2 separate regions of the Rattus norvegicus genome follow, and region 2 is linked to region 1. Evidence: chromatin contacts called from public Hi-C data. All regions are on one chromosome and are shown on one strand. Each heading gives the region's core, a stretch centred on a gene start, on an enhancer-like site or on the middle of the called end of the contact. The rest is flanking DNA. Distances are from core to core; before and after follow the strand shown.

The links. A called contact is a pair of places that touch in the nucleus more often than the background predicts.
Region 2: a contact with region 1 is called in a Hi-C map of liver, with 2.9 times the contacts expected there. The contact joins the promoter of Slk here to the promoter of Stn1 in region 1. A contact is called at or near these places in 3 of 12 Hi-C or Micro-C datasets (frontal cortex, liver and mammary epithelial cells) and 1 of 1 datasets of contacts at active chromatin or transcription factors (oligodendrocytes).

What each region holds. Positions count from the first base shown.
Region 1 is chr1:256,368,882-256,372,304 of GRCr8, forward strand. It overlaps Stn1 (STN1 subunit of CST complex), which reads right to left and starts at 1,855. Exons shown (of 10, transcript NM_001011943.1): 1 at 1,681-1,855; 2 at 1,051-1,226. The coding sequence starts at 1,204.
Region 2 is chr1:256,413,233-256,416,655 of GRCr8, forward strand. Slk (STE20-like kinase) reads left to right here and starts at 1,781. Exons shown (of 18, transcript NM_019349.2): 1 at 1,781-2,098. The coding sequence starts at 1,949.

The DNA.
Region 1 (3,423 bases), core at 605-3,104:
TGGCACCCACAGACAAGCCCATCTTGTCTGCATATATGCATAACCCTGTAGGGGACCAAGCAGACAAGAAAAGATCTTTCAGTCCGGAGAGATGGCTCAGCGGTTAAGAGCACTGACTGCTCTTCCAGAGGTCCTGAGTTCAATTCCCAGAACCCATATGGTGGCTCACAACCAGCTGTAACTCCAGTTCTAGGGAATCCCTCTTCTGCCCTCCGAGGGCACCTGCACACACATGGTACACAGTAAAACATCCATACACACAATATTCAGAAATGTAAAAAACAAAATTTAGAAAGTGGAAAGTCCAAGAAGACACCTAAAGGTGCATACATACCGACCCCCATGAACATGTACATATAACTACACACGTGTGCACAGACTTATATAGACAGAGCTTTATTGCTTCCTCTCGGGTTTCTCAAGGGCTCACCTACTGTAAGCAGACATTGTTGCAACTCACAGACCAGCCAGATGACACCCTTCCTTACAGGAGTTTCTGTTATTTTGATTGTGATGAACTCAAACCAAAACCAACCCCCACACGTTTACTAAGAGGACACTGAGACGTTGTAGAAAGTGAGTCACATAACCAGAAAGGTAAGTACCACATTAAGGCTTACGCCTGTCTAATCCATTCAAAAGCATGCTCTCAAGAATCAAAGCATTTTAAAGTGTGGGATCCCTTAAGCATAGGCGGTTTTAGTTGTGTATTTTATTGAGGAAAGCTTTTACGTAACCCAGGCTGGCTTTGAACACTGACCATTCCTACTTCCATCCTGAAAGTATTAGAAGTACGTCTGGTCATGTACAGGTTGGGAGAAGGCGCTCAGAGCAAAGGTTACACCCTCAAATCTCTATTTAACTTAAAAATTTTAGATTGTCTTTGATTTGCACCAAAAATCACAGAAACGAACTCTTTCCAAGTTTGAGGCTAGATAACTTTCAGACGGGGCTCTTCAGATGCCCTAAGGCTCTGGCTTTATCTTGGAGGGACACTGATCAGTCAGGACGTACAGCACAGGGCATCCATTAAGCTGACTGGCCACATACCTGGCACTTGTTGGGACTCCTTCATCTCCAGGATGTCCTTGATGTAGAGTTTTGCAAAGGCTAGAAACACGGGATCCAGACCCCAAAAGAGGGACGGGATCTCCTCTTCTTTTGGACTGGATTCGCACTGCATCAAAAGGCAAGGTTCTGGCATCTGCTAACCCTGAGCCAAGACTCTATAAAAGATACGAAAACAAGGTTTCAGGGTGTTTACTGTGGATAAGGTTCATCCAGAAGTCTTAGGACGGTAAAACAGGGGTTCGGGATCTTGTCAAGATTCATGCCTAGCGGGTGGCTCTTTGTGTGAGGCCCCTTTCCGCGAAATTCCAACTGAGAATCAGTTAAATAACAAATTTTCTTTTCAGACATGGTCTCGGATAGCCCGGGCTGGCCTTCCGAAATCTGGCTATGTAGTTGAGGATGACTTTGAACTACTGGTCCTCAGGCCTCCTCCTCCAGTACTGGGATTCCTGGCGTGTCCCATCAGGCCTGGTTTATACAGCACTGGGGATCGAACGCAGGGATTCATGCAGGGCTTCATGCACACTAGGTAAGTGCTCTCCACCAACTGATCTACATCCCCTAAATACTAACTCTTCACTTTGAGGATAACCATCCACACAGGCGTACCCCAAAGGAGTTTTAACGAATGAGTCCGGAGAGTGAATGGCGCCCCTGTGGCCGTGGACTTTGGGCCCTGGAGGTGTGTCTATCCACTCTTCGACATTTCACCTTCTGGGAAGAGCGGAGGAAAGGAAAAGGAGGCAGAATCAGAGCGGTTTACAGCCTCTCCCGGAGCAGGAGCAGTTGGCCAAGATTGCCGAAATAGTTCCGGTTGCGAGAAGGAAGCTAGCACACTCCCGCCGGCGTATTTCCTTCCCGCCACCCGCGCCTGGCTACCGCCAGCCACTCCCGCTGAGGCCACGCCCCCGACGTCCGCCTCACAGGACACGCCCATTACACGCATAGGCTCCGCCCACGCTGTCTTCCGGGTCCGCACGCTGCGCAGGCTTTTCGGGGTCTCGGATAATCTCGGAGATTCCCGAAGAAGCCCGGGAATTCCTGCTGCTCAAATCCCGCCTTTCACGTCACGTTTGTCACTCCGATTCCCTCAGACGCTTCCAGGAAATTGGGGCGGCAGTCAAACTTAATTTTCTTTTTTTAAAATTAGGGCAGGGGGTTGTCTTGGCTTATTAAACCAACAAAATTAGGCAATGGAGTGTGTTACGGTTTCCACAGCTGGCAATGATCCACGGACGCGCCGTAGGGATGCAGTAGTCTCGCTTGCAGATGATTTATGATCTAAACCCGAGGCCCCGAGTGAATGTGAGGTCTTATCTCTAACGAAAACCACCCCTAACTAGACCAGAATTCTCTTTGTCTCCTTTCCCCTTCCTTAACGTATAGTCCGGGATGTTGTACATTTAACTCTTGAGAGGCTGGCATTTTGTAAACCATGGCCACCCTGTTGGAGCCCTGTCTCCAGCGTTTCCACCCATATAAATAAAGAAGTTCTTCCTTACTCACAGGGACTCACTCTCACGACTAGGAAAGGATAGGTCACTCACTCCAGCGGCAAAAGAGGCAGGAGGCCAAAGAGATCATTGCTAAACTATCAGAGAAGGGCTGGAATGGAAACAGGGTGTCACTAGAACCGTGGCTTCCAGTTACCTCCCTGGCCACAGAAGGAGTTGAAAAACTGTCTCCCAGACTCTATGGCATGAAACAGCTGGGCCCGTGGCGTTTTAAGATCTGTGTAGGCAAGCCTAACCCCTCTCTAATAGAGCAGGTTCTCCCTGAGGAAACACATAGGACTGATGATTCCAGTTCACCTGCCAGGTAGAGACAGACAGGTTGGGTGACATTCTCAGGACTGCACACATCTGCTCTAGGGTGGAGGCCAGGAAGAAAACCAGTCTCAGATGTCCTCAGAAGTTGAGGTATTTTCAGAGATGACTCTCAGGGCTGTCAGGGCTAGAGTGCTAGGTCAGAGGGCTAGGACTCTGGGTTTACTGCCAACCTGGGGGAGGGCCACGCCTTGTGGTATCCCTGGGAGCCCTGATGTCATCTTTTACACTGATGGGAGGACTCTTTGGAAGGGAGTGTGCCTCTTGATCTAAGCCCCAGACCTGAGCAGTAGGTGGTCATGAAGCAGAAGGTGAGATGTGAATAGAATTTCCAGATTGCAGAACCACACTGAGAGCTTTGGGGGAGCGTTGTAAAGATCTCAGCCTCCAGCCTGTAGAGCTCCCAGACTCCCAGGCCTTCCTGGAGGATCCGGAAATCACCAACCCTGTACGACCAGCACAGCACCCTACAATATCCAAAGCCAGTATTTAAAAAGTCAATGCTGGGAGCCCTTTCTTTGGCAAC
Region 2 (3,423 bases), core at 531-3,030, 44 kb after region 1:
TTTTTATTTTATTCTTTATACCTTTCTTCCTTTTCTCCATAAATGGTATTAAAACTGACTAGGTCTACTTCATGGTGTGTGTAACTTTAAATATATGAAAGTGTATATTTTTAATGTATGCGGTTCAATGTATATCAACTATACATAAAATATCTTGAACAATCAGAAGGATCTTGAAAAACCAATCTTAAGCCTTTTACTGGAAAGCTGCTACCTTTTGAGGTTGGAGCAAAAAACGTGGTTAAGAGTAAATGTTCTTAACTGTTGCGCTATCTCTCCAGCCCCAAATGTAAGCGCTTACTGTTGTCCCCTTTGTGGTCATAGGCTTCATCGTTTGTCCTCTACTATTTCAATTTTAAAACGTTTTCCTCGTGGTTCTTTCACTCATTTCCTGGTTTGCTTTCTACTCCTACCCTGGAATGTGGCCCAGCACTTGGGACACCTTGGTGGGTGTCCCCGCCTCTGACCGGAAAGGGCTTCTGTCAGATGGAGGAGGGGAAGGTAAATTATTTGACAGACTCCAGGCAACACCCACAAAGGCCCAGCAAATCTAGAATCCCCGGCTGGATTAGCTCAGGTGAGACTCAGGAAGGGCGGCACCAGTTTTCTGGCTGTGGAGGTGACCGGGAGGTTATCCTTAAGGGAGTGTCACCACTCCAGAATCGAGTTTAAACAATTTCCTCTTTACTTTATGAGACCGGGCTTCTTTATGTAGCTCAGGCTGGTCTCGAACTCGTATTCTTCCCCTGGCTCCTTCCCCAGGTCTCCACCACACCTATACCTTTTAAACAATCTTTTTACAACCTAGGTCTGCACTACCCTTCTATTGAGCAGAGTTAAGATTGAGCACTTGCTGGTGCAGGCCCCGTGCAAAGGGTTCCTTTTTATTGTCGCTTTTGATCTATGCTGCAACCTACCAGTAAGGACTATGGGGATCATCGCAAAGGGGAATCTGATGCTCTATTCAAAGTCACTGGACTGTGGCTTCCCACTCTCCCTCTCACTGGACTCTTGTACGGGTTCTGAAGCGGAAACAGTCCACTCTCAGGGACCAACTAGCATAAGCCTGTTTTCCCGCTTCCCCCTGTGCAGAATGAGGCAACATCCGCCAGCGCAATCAACAGGGTCGCGCCGAAGGAGACCTCGTCAACGACGCTCCGGCTCACGGAGGTCAACGTGAAACACGCTGGGAGGATGGAGGCGCTCAAACATCCACCACACCTCCCGCCGCAGGCGCCAGCGAGCCGCCCAGCCACCAGCCCGGCGGACCCAACGCGCGTGCGCGGGGCCAGAGGGTACGCCCTCGCGAGCGCGCGGTGAGTGGGGCGCGTCACCGGGCGGGCGAGCGCGAGCGCGAGCGCGCGGCCGAGGAGCTCGGGCGCGCCGCGAGTCGGCGTCGGCGTCCGTGCGCGCTGCAGTCCGAGGCTGTGTGGGCTGAGGCGACGAGCGAGGCGGCGGCGCCCCAGAGCCGAGGGGACGCGCGGGCGTCGCGCAGCGGGAGCGGACGCTTCGGAGCAGACGCGGTGCCCCAGCGGGAGAGCTCGGCTTCGCCACTGCGCGCCCGGTGGGCGCCGGCCGCTTCCCGGGCCCGGAGCGGCCGCCGCCCCGGGAGACGCACGGTGACACGGGCCTAAGGCGCCGCGGGCCGCGGGCGTCCGCGCCGCTCGGACCCGTGCGGCCCGGTGCGGGGCGGGGGCGAGCGCCCGGGCAGGTGCAGCCTCCGGGGTCCACCAGCGAGGTGCCCACCGCGCCGCTTGGCCCGTCCCGGCTCGCAGCGGCCGCGCGCCCCCCTCCGGGGCCGGAGCCCTGTCGGCGCCCCGCCTTCTCCGGGGAGCGCCCGGCGGGAGCGGCCCGGACCCCGGGCTCGCGCGGGAGACGACGCGCCACAAACTTTGCCTTTTATTGTTCCTAGCCCTTTAAGTGCAAGGGGCTCTGTTGGGCTGGAAAAATGTCCTTCTTCAATTTCCGTAAGATCTTCAAGTTGGGGAGCGAGAAGAAGAAGAAACAGTACGAACACGTGAAGAGAGACCTGAACCCCGAGGAGTTTTGGGAGATTATCGGAGAGCTGGGCGACGGAGCCTTTGGGAAAGTGTATAAGGTAAGAGGGAGAAAACGGGAAGTTGGTTTAGGAGATGAAACGCCCGCCTGTCCGGAGTGGCACGAGGACTTCACCCCCACAGCCCTTGCCGTGTCTTGCCCGCTCCTTGGCTTTGTAGGTTGAAACTTCAGCTCAGCATCCAAGCAGCGGCTCGGAAGGTCGGGCTTACTGAATACCTTGGGGCCGGATGCAGCTTCAGTAGTGACGGTTCTGCAGTCTACCCTGTCAAACTTCCGAAAGGAATGAGTATAATTTAAATGGGAGGAGCGGGCGGTTGTGGCCCTCGTGTCTTTTAAAATCGGAAACTCAGTAGCTTTTCACTGTGCTAGTGTTTGTTTACTAATGGCGTTTGCCTGTGTGCATGAAACAGGTAACTTTTTGGAGATGGGTACATCTAGCTGGCAGTATCTATAGTTGAAATAAAACGAGCACAAGATGATTGCCAGCTTGGAGTGTGTTCTTGAGTTGGTCGCTTGGCCACATGGGATGGAATTTCTGACAGAATTTCCAGAAGAAAATCTGCATCTCACCCTAGTTTTGAAATATGATAAGCATTGGCTAGAAGGCAATACCAGTGCTTGAGGAATTAAAAAAAAATACACGAGTATTTATTTATTTCAATAGAGGGTTGATGTTTCAACACAGAGGTGTGAATGTTCACTGTTTAGGAAGTATATGAATGATGTCATTGGAATACTTTTTTACTTCCTGAAGGGTGAGGTTCTTATGAGCCACATTTGAGGGGAAGGACCCACAGGTTGCCTAGAAGTGAAAACATAAATTCTAGACTTTGAAGTCTCATATAATTTGTGTCCTATGTAAGTCCTGGGAGGTGAGCAGGTACGTGGCAGTGTCCACCTAGTTCATGGCCACATTGGTTCAGTCTGGCCTTGAACTCAGGTCTCCTGTTCTCATATGCAGTTAAGTGTTTTTACTTTAACTCCATTCAGTAGAAAGCATGTCCTCTAATTTCCAAGCATGGTACACTTTGTCTTGTAATGCGTGCCTTGACTGCGTTCTGTCAAAATCCCAGTCATTTTTTTTTTTTATTCAGTCTGAAAGACATACTTTGATTGCTCTATGTGTTTTGAGAACATCTTGTTCACATGGCTACTCTAGCACTTGTCACATATTATAACTGACATTTTTACGTTTATATAATAAAATTAAGGCCCGACGTTTCACATTTGAATCTGTTCCTCAGTACATGCATTACCTCACGTATTTGTTGAAAGAAATAGTGTATGTTACCCTCAAATGAGTGCGGTGAAAGTGGGCGAATATATGGTTTCAGCAAGAGCTACTGTGTAAGGTGCACGATAGGA